Regions from separate parts of the Mus musculus genome. Here all the other regions are linked to region 1. Evidence: chromatin contacts called from public Hi-C and promoter capture Hi-C data. All regions are on one chromosome and are shown on one strand. Each heading gives the region's core, a stretch centred on a gene start, on an enhancer-like site or on the middle of the called end of the contact. The rest is flanking DNA. Distances are from core to core; before and after follow the strand shown.

Region 1 (3,308 bases), core at 532-3,031:
CCCATCCCACCCACTCCCACCTTTCCCCTCCAAAAACAACAACAAAAAAAAAGCACCATTATTCATGAAAGCACAGTTCCCAATATGTTGTAACTTCCCTGGAACCTATGCAGACACACACAAAAGTAAAGACACTGGAAGCCCTCAATCCACACAGCAACCCTAAGCCACAGCCTTGCAAGTGAGGGGCTTTAACCCAAAGGCCCTGGACAGCTTAAAGACAACCAGTATGCCACCGTTCTTGATGGGTCGGAAACAAACAGACCCTCTTGGTACTTTAATCCACTCTGTCACACTCTGGCTAACCCCCTCTGCCTCCCAAAATGCTGTGTTGATGGGAGAGAACCACAAGGAATTAGCAATGAGATCGGGTTAAACTTTCACAGCTATAGAACTGATAAGCAGTCACTTACCCAGCACAGCCAGACAGCTCAACACTGGGAAAAAGCACTTCATGTCGGCGGCAGCGGCAGCAGGAAAAGGACACTGCACAGGGCACCGTGCTTTTCCCACCGCCTAATCTCTCATTACTGCCAATCCACTTATAGCTCCAGGGAACAGTTTGGAAACAGAACTTCACAGGGAAAATGAGAGCCAGTCAAAGACAGAGTAGTCAGAAGGAGGGAGTTGGGGGCAGGGGAGGGGAGTGGCGTGGCGTGTGCAATAGAGTCCTCTATGCCTAAGGCAGGGGCCAGAGCAATTCCGAAGGCGCTCAAGGTTTCTGCCACATTGTATATGCCTTGCAGACTCCACCGGAACTATGGATTCTGGTGGATTAATCCTCGAGGAAAACGGGAGGAAAGAGTCTGAGAAAATCCTTTCATGCGCTGATTATACAGAAATGTCCTTGGCTTCGCAGTGAAGGTGTCTGAGATCGCTCATTCGGATCCCCCAAAGGGAACCAGGCAGGTTTTGTCAAAACCCAAGACAGCCAAAACACCCGGATTGGTAAAGACACTTCGGATTTCTTCATCAAAAAGTCCATCTCCATCCATAGTGAGAGGTCACGGTACCGTCACCTGCCCCAGAACCTCCCAGGGCACACGAAGTAAGCTGGCATTTGATAGCTCGAGAGTGGTCCCACAAAAGCCCGCAGATTCCTAAAACAAACACAACAGACATTTATCTAAGGCCAACACAACCGCCGCAAAACCGAGAGAGGCCAAAGCACCCGACTGGCCAGCCGAGCCACCTGGGTCCCTTCCCTGGGCGAGGGCAGCCCATGTGTGCATCCTGACCTTGTACAAATCTTACCTTCCGTTCCCCACGCCTCAGTTTCCCCGCCCAGAGCAGGGCAATTATGATTGTTCTCAAAACACTTTCACCAAATGCCTCTCTCACTCGCGGGCTTTTCCCGTCACGGTTTACGGAGCGGGGCGCGGCAGGCAGCCCCACCCTCGGCAGCGCGGGTCGCCACGGGGCTGGCGCGGGGCCGCGACTCGGGGCGCCGACCGTGGGAGCCGGGGCGCGCCGCGTCCCAGGTGGCCCGCTATTGTTTTACCTCCCCGGCGGTTGAGTCTGAGACACTGGCAAAGAAAAGGGTCCGAAAAGGGGCTCGGGGCTCCGCTTGCGGCAAGCTGAGCCCGCCCGGCGCGATCCGGCTCCGACGGAGAAAGGGGCTTGGGCCCGGGGCGGGACGCCGATCGCCACGCCACAGTCCCCGCGCCCCCAACCCGGATCCGCGCCCGCCCGCCCGCGCTCACCTCGCCCGGGGCCCCGCAGCTCCCAGCAACCGAACGCTCGCCGGTCCTGTGTCCCGCACGCCTCCCAAGACGCACGGCTTCCTCCTCGCCTCCCGCAGCGGCTCAGGCCGTCCTGCTCCCGCCCCGCCCCAGGCCCCGCCCTCCAGCTCCGGCCTGGCCCGCAGCTCCCCGCGAGGCGAGCAAGGGCGAAGGCGGTGGCCTCACGGGGACACGCCCCCGGAACGCCCCGCCCACCGCCCCGGCGCTCTCTGGCTGCACCCGCACGCAGCTGCGGACCACCTGGGATGAGCTGATGGAAAGTTAACCTGGGGTTCGCGCCCCAAGGGCCCCTCCCAAAGCCCAGGCTCCCGGGGACGCGTCTTTCGCCCGGTAAACAATAGCAAAACGCTTCGCTGGAGACTTGAGTCTATTTCTATAACAAACCTCCACATTGTGCTTCACTCTAGCATAATCTGGACCCCAGAGACAGCCTAGGTTCATAGCCTTAGCTTCTGTGTTGCTTAACCTCTCTGTGCCTCAGTCTGCTCATCTGTCACAAAGAGTAAATAAGCTCTGCTTAATAGGGTTGTGTGAGGTGTCCACGTCATTCTTGTAAAGCACTTAGCGGAATGCCTCATATGTCAAAAGCACTCAGTTACAAATGAACTGTCATTAGTTTCTTAACAGTGCTATCCATGCAAGTGGCACCATACTTACTCAATATTATCAAACACAAGGAGCTAAAAACGACTCGTTACAGGAGCAGGTTGGATCGTACTGCCCTTGCAGACTTGTGATCTACTTGGGAACACTAACAGTAGGCCATACATAAATGGTGTGGAATGAACCCATTCCAACACTGTGTTCCTGGGGTGAAGTGCTGGGCTGGGTAAGGCCCAGGAAGCCTTGTCCTAGAGAAAACGGAGTATAAAACCACGGAACAAGGGAGGAGGGGTACAGAGGACAATGATAGGCCCTGGAAACATAACTTTATATGCCCAGAGAAGAAAGATTCAGTACCTATGAGAAAAAGCCCTGTGGGACCCTAACTAGACTGGAGGAAAGACTGACAGGAAGAGTTATAACAAAAAATCGGAAGGGGGGGGGAGGGCTGGGCTTTAAGCTTACGCCCAGGAGAAAGCCCCTGAATGGTTTGAGTAAGGACCTGTAGCAATCAGAGCTCCATTTTAGAAAAAGCACTTGACCTAGGATTGGAGGGTGGGTGGGAGAGTTTTCCCGGAATATTAAAGATGTTGTGGTGGATCATGGCTGAAAAATCCAGGAAATAGAAGTAACCACACAGGCAGCTATGGGAACAGAGAGGCCCTGGCAATCAGGGGGTGGGCTCCATGGAATGTCTAGGTGGGTGTGAGAGAGGCTCAGTGTCTGAGATCAGGATTCAGAGACGGAAGGATGAAGGTTGGAGTTTGAGGGGTCCAAGCCCTTTATCTGACTGACAGCCATGTCCAAAGACGCCACCAGTGGATTTCAGAGCTCAGAGAGGGGCTTACAAAGTGTTTTCATCCTATTGGACGGAGTGACAGCAGACCACTGTACTGAAAGAATGCGTTGATGGGCTGGGAAGATGGCTTGTTTGCTAAAGCGCCTGCCATGGAATCGTGAGGG
Region 2 (3,308 bases), core at 487-2,986, 460 kb before region 1:
CTGAGACAGTGAATGACTCTGTCTCACAGAAAAGGTAGAAAGTACTTGAGGGGGCTGGTGAGATGGCTCAGTGGGTAAGAGCACCCGACTGCTCTTCCGAAGGTCCGGAGTTCAAATCCCAGCAACCACATGGTGGCTCACAACCATCCGTAACAAGATCTGACTCCCTCTTCTGGAGTATCTGAAGACAGCTACAGTGTACTTACATATAATAAATAAATAAATCTTTAAAAAAAAAAAAAAAAAAAAAAAAAGAAAGTACTTGAGGACTGACATCCAAGCTTGTCCTCTGACCTCTGTGTGCACACACAAGACTATAAATAAAATGTTGTGAATACTTTGGAAAGCAGACATTAAACATGTTATTGGTCCTCCAAATCTATTACATTTATCTATCTATTATTTCTATGTATGTGTGGATGCACACACGAGGCAGTTCACTCTTTCCTTCTACCATATGGGTCCTGGGAGGTGGGGAGAAATCGAACCCAGGTCCTCCGGCTCGGTGGCAGATGCTTATCTCTGCTGAGCCATCTCACCTGCCTGGTCCTTACAGATTGAATTGGGCTAAAGCTGGTTTCCATTTTTCAAACTGGCATGTTATAAAAAAAATGAGGATTTCTATTTCCTGAGGACGGAGGAAAGCCTGAGTTAACTAGGTCCCTCTTGGTGGCCTGGCACAGTGCTTCAGGCACACCCTTACCCAACAGACATTCGCTGACCTGTTGTCCCATTAACTAGAGATCTGTGTCTGCCGGTAAAGCCTGTTTTCCTCAGCCTGTCTGATAGGAGCTGCCAGAGCCTTCATCTGTGCCATAGCCCTGTGCTGTGGAACCTTACCAGTGCACTAGGAACCAGGCCATGCTACTCTAAGCTGTGTTCACACAACACACCAATCTTCAGATGTGGCTCTCCTGGGAATACATCTACAGGCAGCTGCCCTGAGTTCACAGTGCCTTTCCTTCTCTGGGTTCCTCCTATAGTTCAATTATTCAGAATTCCCTCTCCATACCTGGCAAGTATCTTTCCATCTTGGAGCAAGAGAAGTTTCCAGATACAACACTTGAATCTGTAGTACTGAGTGACTGAGACGGGACGGTGTTAGAGCAAGAATAGTGAAGGTGTGGGCATTTAATTCCAGAAACCCGGGGCAACTTTATTGTTATTGGGAAAGACCCTGCCGTAGGACAGGGACTATGCAGTAGTGATTCCAGCAAAAGCAGAAGTTAGGGTGAAAATAAAAGTATGTGTGTGGGGAAGGGAGTGAGTGTGGGGGTGGGGAGACTTCAGCAGAGTTGAAAGCAACATGGAAAGAGAATTCCCAAAGGCAGATTAGGGGGTAGAGCTTCTTGTTTCACTAGTGAAAAGCTGATGTGGTAGATTCGGAATGATGACTATAGTAACAGCAGTCAAGGGACAGAGATTCCCTTACCATTTCAGAGCATGTGCCGTAAAGAGAAGGGGATTTCCAGGACACGGAAAAGCAGGTGGAAAGTCAAGGCAGTCAGCGTGGAGGGGGATTCTGGGGACCTTTGTGGATCCTCAGTTTTTCAGGACTGGTATAAGACCTGGGATTGGCAGATGAAGCCTGGAGAAGGCCGCCCCAGCGCCTGGAGGAGGGAGGTGGGTGGGGTCTGATGTGGCTCTCCTTGGAGCTGTCTGGGAGGATATGCAAATTTGGGGCCGCGGGAGAGAGTGGAAGGGCTGGATTGGCTGCGGTTGAGCATTGAGGAGGCTGGCTTGGAGAGCTGCCTGTTTGAAAGCCTTGCTCAGACATGAACTGGACTGCCAGCTCTGTTGTCTGTCAGTCTTTCGGATCAAAGACGGTGATACTCACGAGCTTTAGGGAGATAAGGCTGCTGGGATATTTTCCCTCCTGGAGTAAAACTAGGCCCAACCAGTCAGACTGGGAACTTATTGTCGGTTTTCTAGGATGAGTTTTACTGGTAAAACTAGATGTGTCCTAGACTCTTAAGGGGCCTGTTTATACTGAGTATATTTTGAATGCCAACGTCCAAGTGGGAAATCACATTCTAAGGTCAGCAGGTGAGAGGCAGGACTCTCTGCCCTACTTTTCTCTGCGTGTATCTACCTGTTTGTATCTCTCTCTCTCTCTCTCTCTCTCTCTCTCTCTCTCTCTCTCTCTGTGTGTGTGTGTGTGTGTGTGTGTGTGTGTGAGAGAGAGAGAGAGGGGGGGGGGCAAGCTTGCCTCTGTATACACAAGTGTCTCTGTGAGTTCATGTATGTGTCTGTATTAGTGTGTGAGCGTGTGAGCTTACCTCTATATACACAAGTGTCTCTGTGAATGCATGTGGTGTGTGTGTGTGTGCCTGTGTCTGTGTGTGACTATGCGAGCATGTAAGCTTGCCTCTCTATACACAAGTGTCCCTGTGAGCTCAGGCTTTTCTAAATGTCACTCCTGGCCCTCATCTGATTGGCAAGCCTTGTGCCGGGCATGATGAAAAACCAGGCGGCTTGTTTGCAATTTCTTATTTGTTTATGGTAAGGAAGTAAATCAATTGCAGAATTTTCAGGAGTGGAGGGCCAAGGGATATTTACTGTCAACAAGGTAAGGACGGGGAGATGTAAGGTACTGGGCACCAAGGTGCACCTGGTGCCAGGACAACAGGATAAAGAAAAAAAAAAAAAAAACAGGATAAGTTCCAACTCGTTTTCATCACGTCTCCTTTTTAGTCTTTCTACAGTTCCCTGAAAGATGGCAGATGAATTCTTCCATGCTGGAAAGGAAAACTGCAGTGAGCAGGCAAGAAGAAGTCAAGTCTCTGGTCCACGTTCACAATTCCAGAGAAGTTTTATCCAGAGAGTAACGTTGCTGGGAAAGCTACCCACCAGATTTGTCCTCCATCGGGAAAGAAAGCAGAAGGTTGCTGCTATACTGGGGGTTGACCAAGAAGCCATGAAGTCTCTTCCAGAGGGAGACTTAGACCATTGCCTGCTGAGCAAGGTGAGCCAGGGCTGGCCTCTCCTGGGCACACCCTCTAACTCTCCATCCCATGGCCATTGATCAGAAGGAATCCCCTGCTTCTGGAGGCCATAGATGCCTCGTTCTCAGGAACTCAGGGTGGCTACCCTCAGCACCCTGAGGAGGTCCATATGGCCAGTTAATTATCTGAGCCTCAGACTTCAGACTTCTTTCTGTAAAATGAGAATCTGAGTGGGATTACTGGGATATGAGTAGCCAGGCACAGGCACGGTGACAGACATGGGGATCAGAAACTGAGAGTATTTTGGTCTACATGAATCCTTGCCTCAAAAACAGCTACAAAACCAAAACACAACAACAACAA
Region 3 (3,308 bases), core at 274-2,773, 320 kb before region 1:
ACCAGTATCCTGCACAGGCCTCCTGAGTGCTGACGTTACAGGTGTGTGCCTCCACACGTGCTTGGAAATTAGAATATATTGAAAATGAGTTTTCATGTGCTATTTGCTACTGTAGTTGATTTGGGAATATAAAACTCCAACCAATCTAGAGAGGAAAACCTGAGTGTTCTGTATACCTCAAAACCCAACTTCTAGCATGTTTCATTAGAGACAGTCCTTTAAAGAAGCCAAGTACACACACACACACACACACACACACACACACACACACACACACGCACCTTGGGTCTTCAGGATAGCATGGGATGGATGCAGTTCTTTTCTCAACTGGTCTAGCCCTAGCCTGGCCTCCCAGTGGCTCTGGCTGTTTGAATTTTAGGCTATATTTCTCCAAAGAAGACATAGGAAGCCAGGGGGACCAAAACACTCAAGGAAGTTGTCTAAGGGAATGAGGTTAGCAAGAATATGCAAAACCATTTACCCTCTGCCCAACCTGCTTTTAAAACAAACACTGTACTGTAATCACTAACAGGCCCTAACATCTGTCCCCTCCCCATTCCTCTTCTGGTTGGTGGATTAAGGAGGAGAGCCAAACGCAGCTGGCACAGAAAGAGGGATAAAGGAAAGGACCAGAAAAGGCTCCTCAAATTGAGCCATTAGTCCATGAATAATTGAGAGTGGCCTCTGTTGGAAAATTGATGTTTTATCACAGTTTGCCCAGAGCTGAGGCCCAGAGGGGGCTCCTTTCTAGCTTTGTCATGGTAACCACAGGGCCCAAAGCCAGACCTAGGAAGGTGCTTCTGTAAACAGAGCAGCCATTGTCCTTACCAGGAAGAAGGTGGCTCAGTGGGTTGGGAGCCCCCACACAACCCTTCAGCCAGATACCTTATCTCAGAGAAAGAAAGGCCTGGAGACCAGGGTATGAAGGCTTGAAAGGACTGTGCTTTCCACAGTTACATCTTCCCATAATGGCGGTGGTGGGGTGGGGGTGGGGGAGTACGACACAACGGCAAGTGAGCAGGGCCCCCAACTTTCAGGCCCTGAAATTTGGAAGGGTTGGGCAACCTCCTTTGGTTTTTCTCTCAATGTGATGCTATAGGATTTCATGGGAATTAAGATCAGGGCAGGGATTGTAATTGCCCGGCCTCGGGTAGAGACTTGCCACTTCTATCTTGTTGGCACAGAGCCCGCATTGTGAGCCGCAGTGAGGCTGGGTCACACCCCCTGCATCAAGAGGCAGGAAGTTCAATCTATCTTAGCCCTCGCTGTCCTCCTTCACTAACTGACTGTGAGGTCCCCTCATCTGCCCCGGGGGAGGCATCAAGGGCGACAGGCTGTTTGACCTTGGAAAATCCTGAAATCCCTCTGACCTTCAGTTCCAGCCTCTATGAAAACAGGGAAGAATGTCCTCCACTCTGTTAGTTCCAGCTTCCAGCACCACACAGTTCAAGACAGCCCAGACAACTAACTGTCTTCTTCCTTTCATGCCTGGCTACCCCAGCACCTGTAGTCCTTACCCCGTGGTGTTGGGGGGCTGGGATACCTCTTTTCTACAGAAGAAAGTGCCCAGACAGGAGCAGCTGGTGGGGAACTGTATATATTGTGTTACGATATTTTGGTGTTTCTCACTGCTTTCTGTAAGAGATTTTGCCTCAAAGGACAATACGGTTGGGTCTCTGCATCCAATTGAAATCTGGGAGCATAAAACTGTCCCATGAGCAGCACTCCTCCTGCCCTACTGGCTGCTTTGGTGGCCAAACCATGACAACTGAGATAAGTGAGCACTGCTTTCCATCCAGTGGGAGCTCCTGAAGAAGAACGATGTTTCCGAGCCTGGTTAGGTCTAATTCACTGGCAGCTGTGCCTGGTCGGAGAGGCGAGAGTCCCTGAGTCCACCCTGCCCTGTGGAAGCGATGCTGAAGGTGGTGAGGAAATCTGCACCGATTACTGGAGGAACTGGCTCACTCTTTCCTTCTTTGGGCTTCTGGAAGTTGTAGTCCCCAGTCAAGAAGAAGCAGAGGCACTGCAACGGAGGAAGGGACTCGTGAGGAATACAGAGGAGGAAGTGGTCCTCAGTAGGGTGGCAGACGGGGAGGGTAAGATAGGAGAGTCAGGACTCCTCAGATTTCACTCACTGGTGCCAGGCCCTCAATTCAGAGTCCCCAAATCCTCTCCCTTGGCAGGACCATCTGCCTCCCCAGGGCAGCCAAAGGAGATGACTCATTTCCAGACCCAGGAGGAGGCTCTGACCCCCTCTTCCCAGGTACCACTGAAGTGGGCCAGTTGAAGCCAGGCAGGGCTGGTGCTGGCATCCAACCAACGTTGCCTTAGGAAAAGCTGCTGATTCATAGCCTTCTTCTAAGCAGCCCCTGAGACCTGGCATGCAGGAAGGTGCACTGAGGATACGGTGGCAGGGTGGGGTGGGGTGGGGTGGCGGGCACCTGGCAGGAGCTGATCAAAGGGAAGTAGGCACACAGCCACTTGCCACCCCAACCCCACATTCTACCAATTGCACCGAGGCCAAAAATCTGTGCTCACTCAAGGGTGTCAGGGCTGCAAGCAGAGGCAGGCATATCTTGGAGGAGCTCTGCAGCAGGGGCGGTGTGATGTTTCTCATGAGAAGGTGGGTGGGTACCTTGACCCGAAGAAGCTGCGAAACTTAGGTTTGGGTATGGTTACACTCACGGGCCTCTCTAGGGAAAGAAAATTAAAGCTGTGCCTTAGTATTTAGAAAACCGTCACAGAGTAGCTGGAGAGAGGGCGCAGAGGTTAAGAGAGAGCACTCGCTGCCCTGGAAGAGGGCCCAAGTACAGTTCTCAGCACCCAGTGCAGCCCAGAGCCATCCTGCTGTAACCCCAGTTCCAGAAGATCCAACACTCTCTTCTGGCTTCCGAGGCACCAGACATGGCCATACTGTACCTACACACATGCCAGCAACACAGATATAAACATAAAATAAAAATAATGAATCTTAAAAAGAAGGAAAGGAGGGAGGAAGGAAAGAAGTGCAGGAACATATAAAGAATAAAACCACGACCCACAAATTCAGGCCCTGCATAATATTTATTAATGTACAGAAAGTACAAGCATTTGGTTAACTAACACATTGAAAAGGGCACAGTGAAAATGGAGTGCAAAATTCCTTCTGTTATCCCTCACACAGCCAACTTTGGAGAAATGTATACATACACTTTCATATCTATTATCTGTAAGCATTTTGAATATAGAAAAATAACCTCAAGAATCTGATGTCATGGTGACACAGGGCTATAATCCCAGCACTTGGAACATACAAGCAGTAGGATCAG

Evidence for each region. Promoter capture Hi-C pulls out the DNA fragments that hold promoters and counts their contacts. Hi-C and Micro-C count contacts between places; a contact is called where the count stands out from the background.
Region 2: a promoter capture Hi-C map of liver shows a contact between it and region 1, with 5 times the contacts expected there. The contact joins the promoter of Mab21l3 here to the promoter of Igsf3 in region 1. A contact is called at or near these places in 15 of 39 promoter capture datasets (the 3T3-L1 cell line, cranial neural crest, embryonic stem cells and 8 more), 3 of 484 Hi-C or Micro-C datasets (CD8 T cells, embryonic stem cells and hematopoietic stem cells), 5 of 115 datasets of contacts at active chromatin or transcription factors (bone marrow-derived macrophages, embryonic limb bud, embryonic stem cells and 2 more) and 3 of 9 other capture datasets (adipose tissue, embryonic stem cells and liver).
Region 3: a contact with region 1 is called in a Hi-C map of CD8 T cells, with 3 times the contacts expected there. The contact joins the enhancer-like site here to the promoter of Igsf3 in region 1. A contact is called at or near these places in 2 of 39 promoter capture datasets (both in liver), 1 of 484 Hi-C or Micro-C datasets (CD8 T cells) and 1 of 115 datasets of contacts at active chromatin or transcription factors (pancreatic cancer cells).

Annotation. Positions count from the first base shown.
Region 1 is chr3:101,375,598-101,378,905 of GRCm38.p6, reverse strand. Igsf3 (immunoglobulin superfamily, member 3) reads right to left here and starts at 1,781. Exons shown (of 11, transcript NM_207205.2): 1 at 1,704-1,781; 2 at 414-1,100. The coding sequence starts at 456.
Region 2 is chr3:101,834,651-101,837,958 of GRCm38.p6, reverse strand. Mab21l3 (mab-21-like 3) reads left to right here and starts at 1,736. Exons shown (of 7, transcript NM_172295.4): 1 at 1,736-2,038; 2 at 2,695-2,965. The coding sequence starts at 2,717. It overlaps Gm33381 (a long non-coding RNA gene), which reads right to left. Exons shown (of 3, transcript XR_003954538.1): 3 at 2,540-3,156.
Region 3 is chr3:101,699,371-101,702,678 of GRCm38.p6, reverse strand. No RefSeq gene overlaps it. Among named protein-coding and RNA genes, the nearest start is that of Gm33265, 34 kb to the right of the region's middle. Within about 2 kb of position 1,523, at least 117 of the 459 cell types and tissues checked have an H3K27ac peak or open chromatin away from gene starts, as enhancers often do. A contact at or near this core is called in CD8 T cells, where this site is marked.